2 separate regions of the Mus musculus genome follow, and region 1 is linked to region 2. The links are chromatin contacts, called in public Hi-C maps. All regions are on one chromosome and are shown on one strand. Each heading gives the region's core, a stretch centred on a gene start, on an enhancer-like site or on the middle of the called end of the contact. The rest is flanking DNA. Distances are from core to core; before and after follow the strand shown. Region 1 overlaps Endod1 (endonuclease domain containing 1). Region 2 has its middle 21 kb from the start of Fam76b.

Evidence for each region. A called contact is a pair of places that touch in the nucleus more often than the background predicts.
Region 1: a Hi-C map of bone marrow-derived macrophages shows a contact between it and region 2, with 13 read pairs. The contact joins two enhancer-like sites. A contact is called at or near these places in 2 of 15 datasets of contacts at CTCF or cohesin (CD8 T cells and the NIH/3T3 cell line), 4 of 484 Hi-C or Micro-C datasets (the C10 cell line, bone marrow-derived macrophages, cranial neural crest and 1 more), 9 of 115 datasets of contacts at active chromatin or transcription factors (the 230-238 cell line, acute myeloid leukemia, bone marrow-derived macrophages and 6 more) and 2 of 9 other capture datasets (adipose tissue and embryonic stem cells).

The regions. Positions count from the first base shown.
Region 1 is chr9:14,363,394-14,366,999 of GRCm38.p6, reverse strand. All of the region lies in intron 1 of Endod1 (endonuclease domain containing 1), which reads left to right. Among named protein-coding and RNA genes, the nearest start is that of Gm34156, 4.3 kb to the left of the region's middle. Within about 2 kb of position 1,324, at least 121 of the 459 cell types and tissues checked have an H3K27ac peak or open chromatin away from gene starts, as enhancers often do. A contact at or near this core is called in bone marrow-derived macrophages, where this site is marked.
Region 2 is chr9:13,846,834-13,850,839 of GRCm38.p6, reverse strand. It overlaps a transcript of Fam76b not described here. Among named protein-coding and RNA genes, the nearest start is that of Fam76b, 21 kb to the right of the region's middle. Within about 2 kb of position 1,604, at least 6 of the 459 cell types and tissues checked have an H3K27ac peak or open chromatin away from gene starts, as enhancers often do. A contact at or near this core is called in bone marrow-derived macrophages, where this site is marked.

The sequences.
Region 1 (3,606 bases), core at 75-2,574, 520 kb before region 2:
TGTGGACTCAACTACTTTTAATCACATGCACAGGGACATGGGGTTGGGTGGGTCTGACATGAGAATACACTAGGAGATTCTCAGACACAGGAAACACAGGGACATGGGGTTGGGTGGGTCTGACATGAGAATACACTAGAAGATTCTCAGACACAGGAAACACAGGGACATGGGGTTGGGTGGGTCTGACATGAGAATACACTAGGAGATTCTCAGACACAGGAAACACAGGGACATGGGGTTGGGTGGGTCTGACATGAGAATACACTAGGAGATTCTCAGACACAGGAAACACAGGGACATGGGGTTGGGTGGGTCTGACATGAGAATACACTAGGAGATTCTCAGACACAGGAAACACAGGGACATGGGGTTGGGTGGGTCTGACATGAGAATACACTCGAAGATTCTCAGACACAGGAAACACAGGGACATGGGGTTGGGTGGGTCTGACATGAGAATACACTAGAAGATTCTCAGACACAGGAAAGGAGGCAAATTACTCAGGTCTCAAAGGAACCAGGCTGGGAAATTTCAGGAAACAAGATGACTGTGATCCTTAAAGTTTTGTTTTCTCTCCCAAATTAAATAATATATATGTGTTTGTGTTTCTACCTGGTGGGGGTAGGTGCAGGTGCACGTGCCACGGTCCGCAGGACACAGCATGCCTGTGGCACTCAGAGGAGCTTTGGGGGCAACAGTTCTCTTCTTCATGGGTTCCATGAATTGAACACAGAAATCTGCATTCTAACAGGGAATGATATGTTTGCAGATGAACTGAATTCGGAGACTTAGCGATTTAAGATGTTAGGAATGGGGACTCCTAATTTTACCTGACAACTCTGAATTCAGTACCACATGTGACTGTCAAAAGAGTTGCTCTGGAAAGGCAAACAATGTCCAGTGCAAAAGAGACTGTGCCATAGGGAAGGAACCCAAGGCAACTGGGCTTGTAACCTGAGAGAATTCTGCAAGCTGGAAAGGCCTGAGAGGAACCAGTCTCTTTCTTACGCTCCCAGGAGATTGAATGGGGACCTCAGCAAGAGCAGGGGCAGCCAGAGCAGTCCCCAGAGAGCTGGCTTGCCCTGGTGCAGCCCTCCCCTTGGGGCTTCCTTTCCAGCACTGACTGCCAGTTTGGAATTGGTGTGTTCTATTTTAATTTCTTTTCAAGAAAAAGTCTGAAGTGGAAAGGGTTTCTTTTTCCCCAGCGATTCTGAGTCAGTTGATGAGAAGGTGGTCTGAGTATCCTTGCAGGTCATACAGCACTTAACTCATGGGTGTGCCCAGCCAGGCTGGCTGCTGGAAGCCAAAGCAGGAAGGTGTGTGTGGTCAGGGAGCCCAGAGGAAGGTGATTCACCAGGAAGAAGGCCAGTAGGCCCGTTATGGTACCAGACACTCAGCACAGGAAATGGAAACCTCTTGATTTCTGGGTCTAAAAAAAGCAGAAGAAAGAACATTAGCATCCATCTAAATCCTCTGCAGCTGCCTCTCTTCTCAGGGGATTCGGAATTACAGATGCCTCCTAGTAGGGAGTTAGGCAGGCTCATTTCTTTATGGGTGGGTCAGTACTTCCTTTGTTCTGGGAGCTGGAAGGCTTCCTCTCTGTCCCTCCTCCATCCATTGCAGCAAGGCTGCTGTTTGAGGCTCCCTGGATCTTTGTTGTTGTTGTTGTTGTTGAAAGGCAGTTCCTTATTATCCATAGTGAGATGTTTGGGTGGAAGCCTTCTGGCCCCAAAGACAGTTAACTCCCGTGTTGGATCACAGGGAGCCTTTCTGCTCTAGACAGTTCTGGTAAGATCATCTATCCTATTGATTGATGATTCTAGCTCAAGGTTCTTGCCCTTCCTGGTAAGGAGGGACTTCTTCTACCCAGTGGTGACGGACAGGGCGTGTGTGCGCATGCGCATGCGCGTACTTGCTCATCATCTTCATTCAGCAGAACACACACCATTCAGCCTGCTCTATTATTCAAGACTTATTAAAAAATAAAAATAAAACAAGGCTGTAGGAAGACTCTGTCCCCAGTTAAACTGGTGTTCACTGGGTCGGCTCCCCTATGAGTGCTTATCTGGTTGTGGCTTAAAATTCTCCAAGGGGAAGGAAACGCCACCCTTGCCAAGGCAGCCCACCCAAGCTTAAAGTCCGCTTTGATGACTCTTCTTCAGCATACCTTTTCCTAGTGGAAGTTTGTGAGGCAGCAACAGAGAAAGGACAATCTGCTCTCTTCCCAGTCTCTTGTAAACTGTGATGAATCCTGCGTGCATCCTGTGGGTAGGCTGTCGTGCCAGGTGTGTAGCAGAGACCGTTGGACACTAGCCTTGACCCATCAGTTCAGCCGCTCAGACAGATGGGTGAATGCACTTGGCAGGGACTGACTGGAAATGTAAGATCCATGGCTCTCATCCTTTCTTTTTCATTTTTTTTTCTTTTTTTCTTTTCTTTTCTTTCTTTTTTTGTTTCTGTTTTTGTTTTTTTTGTTTGTTTGTTTTTGTCTTTTCAGGGCAAGGTGTTTCTGTGTAGCTCTGGTTGTCCTTGAACCTTCTCTGTAGAGCATGCTGGCTTTGAACTCAGAGCTCTATCTGCCTCTGCTTCCCTAGTGCTGGAAATAAAAGTCATGTGCCACTGTGCCTTAAACAGAGTAAGAGATAGCTTATTCTGGTGCCATTTTGAGTGACTGTGGCCCTGAAAGACACATTTAGGTTACTCAAAAGTTCATGTTCCAATATGGAAGTAGTCTCACAAGGTTTTTATAGTTTTACAGAACAAAAAGAGTCATGCATCAAGGCAAGTTTAAAATACATTGCTGGGTGTGGCAGAGAGGCAGGTTCATGGAAGTGAAGGGAACTTTTGTACAGATGTAAGATGCTGTCTGATAACACAGTTAGCTCTTTGACTGGTGGAATTAAGTTAGTAGCTTCTAAGAGGTTTTTGTTTAGATACAAAGTTGGGAAGGAATGTCTGTTTCAGAAGGCTGAAGTTAACCCAAGATGAAGCCTCTGAACCTGCAAAATTTCAGTTTTTCCACAGTACTGAAATTCCAGTTTGTCCATCAATCTCTGCAAACACAGAAACCTTCCAGGAGGTTTTGTTTGTAGCTGGACACAGCTTCTCTTCATTCATAGTAGTCATCTTGCTAAATCTCCTCAGCCTCCCCAGGCTCCGCCTCCATGTCTACCCGAGGCCCAGGCTCCGCCTCCATGTCTGCCCATGGCCCAGGCTCCGCCTCCATGTCTGCCCATGGCCCAGGCTCCGCCTCTATGTTGTTCAGCTGCTCATCAGCATGCTTAGCTTGACCCTTACACCTTTCTTTCCCCTTTGTTGGTTCTTCAGTGCATTGACCTTCTGAGTTCTCCCTGTGCTCTGTCCTGGATGTTGTGATGTCAGTGCTAACTGCGACATCCCCCAGGAACCATCCACATCAGCCCTCCTCCTCCCTCCTCTCAGGAGAGCCTTCCCACAGGAGCTGACACTTCCCATGTGCTCCCTCAGTCCCATATGACCTCCTGCTACCTTGAGCCTGCTATACGGGCTGACTCTTCATTATGATGCAGGCAGACAAAGGTTAAGAGAGTAGACTAAACCTTCAGTCTGTTGAACTGACTTTCT
Region 2 (4,006 bases), core at 355-2,854:
ATAAAAATATATAAGACTGAAAGTCACGAGGTACCAAGACACACTAGACATTAGACAGCAAAGGGCCTTAGCTCCATCTTCACATCTGGCCCACCCCTTATTTCGAGTTTAACTCACTATCTTCCAGAAATCTAAGTTATCCATTGAACAAGCTGTAACATGCCAGGAGCATTGTTCAGAGCGCTAACACACTAGAACATTTGCTACAGTATGCCTATACACTGGACATTTACTCAAAAAAGGTTAAGATTTCATCTGAGAAAACTGACATGCTTATCCTGGCCCATAGTTGATAGGTTTTCACATAGCAAAGGAGGCACAGTCATTTGGGCTGCATTAAAAATCAACAACACAAGAAGAATTTGCAACAGAAGCCCAGTCTGTAAGATTCCTGGTTTCTAAGGCTGTCTTATTAGCAATGCCTAAGGGAAGCTTTACCATATAGAGAAAAGCAAAAACAAGAAACAAGCATAAGACAATGACCCTTTAAGAACCATCTACGGCAGTGGCCCTCGCCTTCCTATTGCTGTGTTCATTTAATACAGTTCCTCATGCTGTGGTGATCTCCCAACCAATAGAATTATCTCACGGCTACTTCATAACTGTCTTTTTTGCCGTTGTGAAATTGTAATGTAAATATTTAATATGCAGGACGGTCTTAGGTGACCGCTGTGCCCAGGGTCATCCAACCCTCAAAGGTTGAATGACTCCCTCCCTATAGGTTGAGAATCGTTCATCTAACTCAAGCAACAGCTTGATTCAAAGCATGCCACTTCTCATGCAGAGGGCACTGGGAGCATGGGAGCATCTTCTTGGCTGCCCAAGCTGTGTGTTGGATGGCACTAGGCTGCATCCACAGAAAAGCACAGTGATGCACACTATCCATGCCACACTTCCACAGAGCATACTGCCTTTGCTGGAGATGGCAACTTCTAATTCAGGTCTGCTAGGTCCTGGGTTTCCCTCCAGCACAATAAGAACAGGGATATTTGGGTGTACATAAAGGACAAAAATACACACTGTACTCTAAGCATTAGTGGGACCACTGGAAGTGAAATAAATGTTCAAATATTGTGTGATTTTTAAAAAAATTTACTTATTAATTATATGTAATTACACTGTAGCTATCTTCAGACACTCCAGAAGAGGGCATCAGATGTCGTGACAGATGGTTGTGAGCCACCATGTGGTTGCTGGGATTTGAACTCAGGACCTTTGGAAGAGCAGTCGGTGCTCTTACCTGCTGAGCCATCTCACCAGCCCCAGTGTGATGTTCTTAAAGAAATTTTAAAAATACTAACTCTGAATTCAAAAGCACTTCAACCAAAGAGAAAATGATACTTTCAAAGTCACTTTTATTGAGCTAATCAGTTGACTTGATTGGGAGTTGGGGGATATGATGGAATTATCCAAATTTAACCATTTCTGGAAACACACTCTCATGTATAAGAAAACATTCAACTATAAATTCACTAGGCTGGCGATGACTCAGCTTTTAAAGGCTAGGCTCACAACCAAAAACTAGGCTTGCTCTTACTGAAGCAGGTCCTAGGGCTGGTCTGGCTGAGAAGGAAACCACTGCATAGATAGCATGGTTTGGTAGCAGAGCCCTCCCTCTGGTGGACATTGGTAGGAATTTTCAGAAAGCTTAAAATGGCTCCAGGATTCATTGCGTGACCTGTAATTTTATACAAGTTGTTTTAAAGTCAAGGTGTTTGGGCTATTGGGCAGCTGAAATGTAAACCCATTCTGGGGGTTTCCAGTTAGAGGTGTTTGTATTTATCTCTTTGAAATCCTTCTGCTGGATTTCCAAGGGATGACTGCAGAAAGGGGGAGGGGGCGTTCGCGGGGTGGGGGTGGGGGTGTAGTTAGACCATGCCTGAGATATGAGAAGACAACTAACTCCCTTGACTTGCCACTATCTGAAGATGTGATGAGAAACCACTACCTGAGAATGGGCGCTCTCTCCACAAGTGGAATCAGCCAGCGCCTTCATCATGTACATGGCCTGTAAAACCATGAGAATCAGTGTTGTTAACAGGCCACCAATTTAAGGTACACTAATTTAAGGTTGAGATCAGATCTCAACCTGAGCTTGCAGCTACCTTTCCTAACAGCCCTTCGTTATGCAGGCGTGCAGCTACCGTTACTAACAGCTCTTGGTTGTGGAGGCTTTGTTTGCTGGAATGTGGGAAGGAGACCAATCTTTATTCCCTTGATCCCCAGAGCAGGCCCTCTCCAACCCTAGCTGTCCTGATTGTCCAAAAACACTGGAGACATTACTCTCAGAAATGATGACAGTGAAGTGTCACCAGAGGAAATGGAAGGGGATGGGGAGAGTAGTTAAATTCTGGTTATGTTATGAAGTTAGGGCTGGAAGAAATTTTGAAAGAACGGTCAGAGTGTGAGAAAGAGTCCGGGACAGTACTGAAGATTTGAGCCCCAACAAATTGAATTGTTTCCATCTAGGGTGAGAACATCAAGAGGGGCTTCCACTTGGACTGTTTGGGTACTTCTAAGCACTAGGACACAACTTTGGACATTAAATTTAAGAGGCTTAGGCTGGCAAGATAGTTCAATAGGAAAAGGTGCTTGCCACCAAACCTGACAACCTGAGTTCAAATCCTAGGGCTCACATTGGAGAGGCACACACACACACACACACACACACACACACACACAGGTTAAAATAGTAAAATATGTTTAAGAGGCTTAGACAACTAAATGGAGCTGCCAGCCAAGTTGCACTGAATACAGTATGAATAGGAAGGTAGATCTGATCTATTGTACGTTTATGCAGCACTAGACTTACAGATAACACTTAATGAACTAGAAAATGAGTATTGTTTTTAAAATTTAAAAGGAAACAGGATGGAAGCTCGAACAAAGGGATAAAAGGGGGAACAAGTACAGAAACAAGGCAGGAGTCACAGCAAGTGTGGAAAGCTGAACTTTTGCAGTTTACAGAACACAGTTGCATCATATTTCCTTTGGTAATTCCATCTTTTGCAGACTCTGCACTCCCTGCAACAATCTGATGCTTGCAGATCTTTGCACACTTTTGACTCCTCACAGTGACCTGGCACATGGCACATGAAAGTGATTGCCTGTGCTCTACCGCAGATCTCAAGTCCAGCCCTATACTTTTTTATAGCAGTGATTCCCTCTACTATGATCGAGAAACAGGAACCAAATTACACTGCAGCATGATGATGGCCACTACTCAGACATGAATGGAAGATGAACAGAATCAAGCCGTGGATGTCTTTTTACTTTCTTACTTGAATACTGGTTGTGCGTGTTTTCTTCAGTGAACACATATGTATTGAGTATAATTTCATGGGGGCTGTTGGTGTCAGTGCTTTGTCTTTTTAGTCAGGATCTCATTACATAGCCCAGGCTGGCCTCAAACTTGTGATTTTCCTGCCTCAGTTTCTCAAGTATCAGGACTCCAGGCATAAACAATGCTATTTGTGTAGCTTTATTAAGCTCTATCACAAAAATGGGGCATGCCAGGCATGGTGGTGCACACCTTTAATCCATCCATCTTTTTTCATGAGCTGAATCAAAACCAAGTATTTAATAGGAGTCACAAAGACTTGTAAAGAATAATTGTATCATTACCAATACTGGAAGATAATAAAATAACCAATATTCAAAATCTATTGTGTAAGTTTTATGGTTGTGTTTGTCTGCATTGTAACTACATACATAAATTCACTGACTGTTTCATTCCATTGGTTTATCTTCTGTAACCGTTCATAGTGACATGCTCAGATCAGCTTATCCATCTCACTCAGGCAGACTGAACCAGCTAGGGCGTCCTTGTAATGTTCAGTCCCAGTCATTTCCCTCATAGCTAGGACTTCACTGGGAGGAGGGGAAACCATGATCCTTGCAGTATGCTCAGTGCCTCACCCCAAAATGTCCATAATGGGATTCCTAACTAAACCTGGACACACGGCACTCAGACGAACCTCTGGGGCTTTGCAGATGTAGCTAAGAG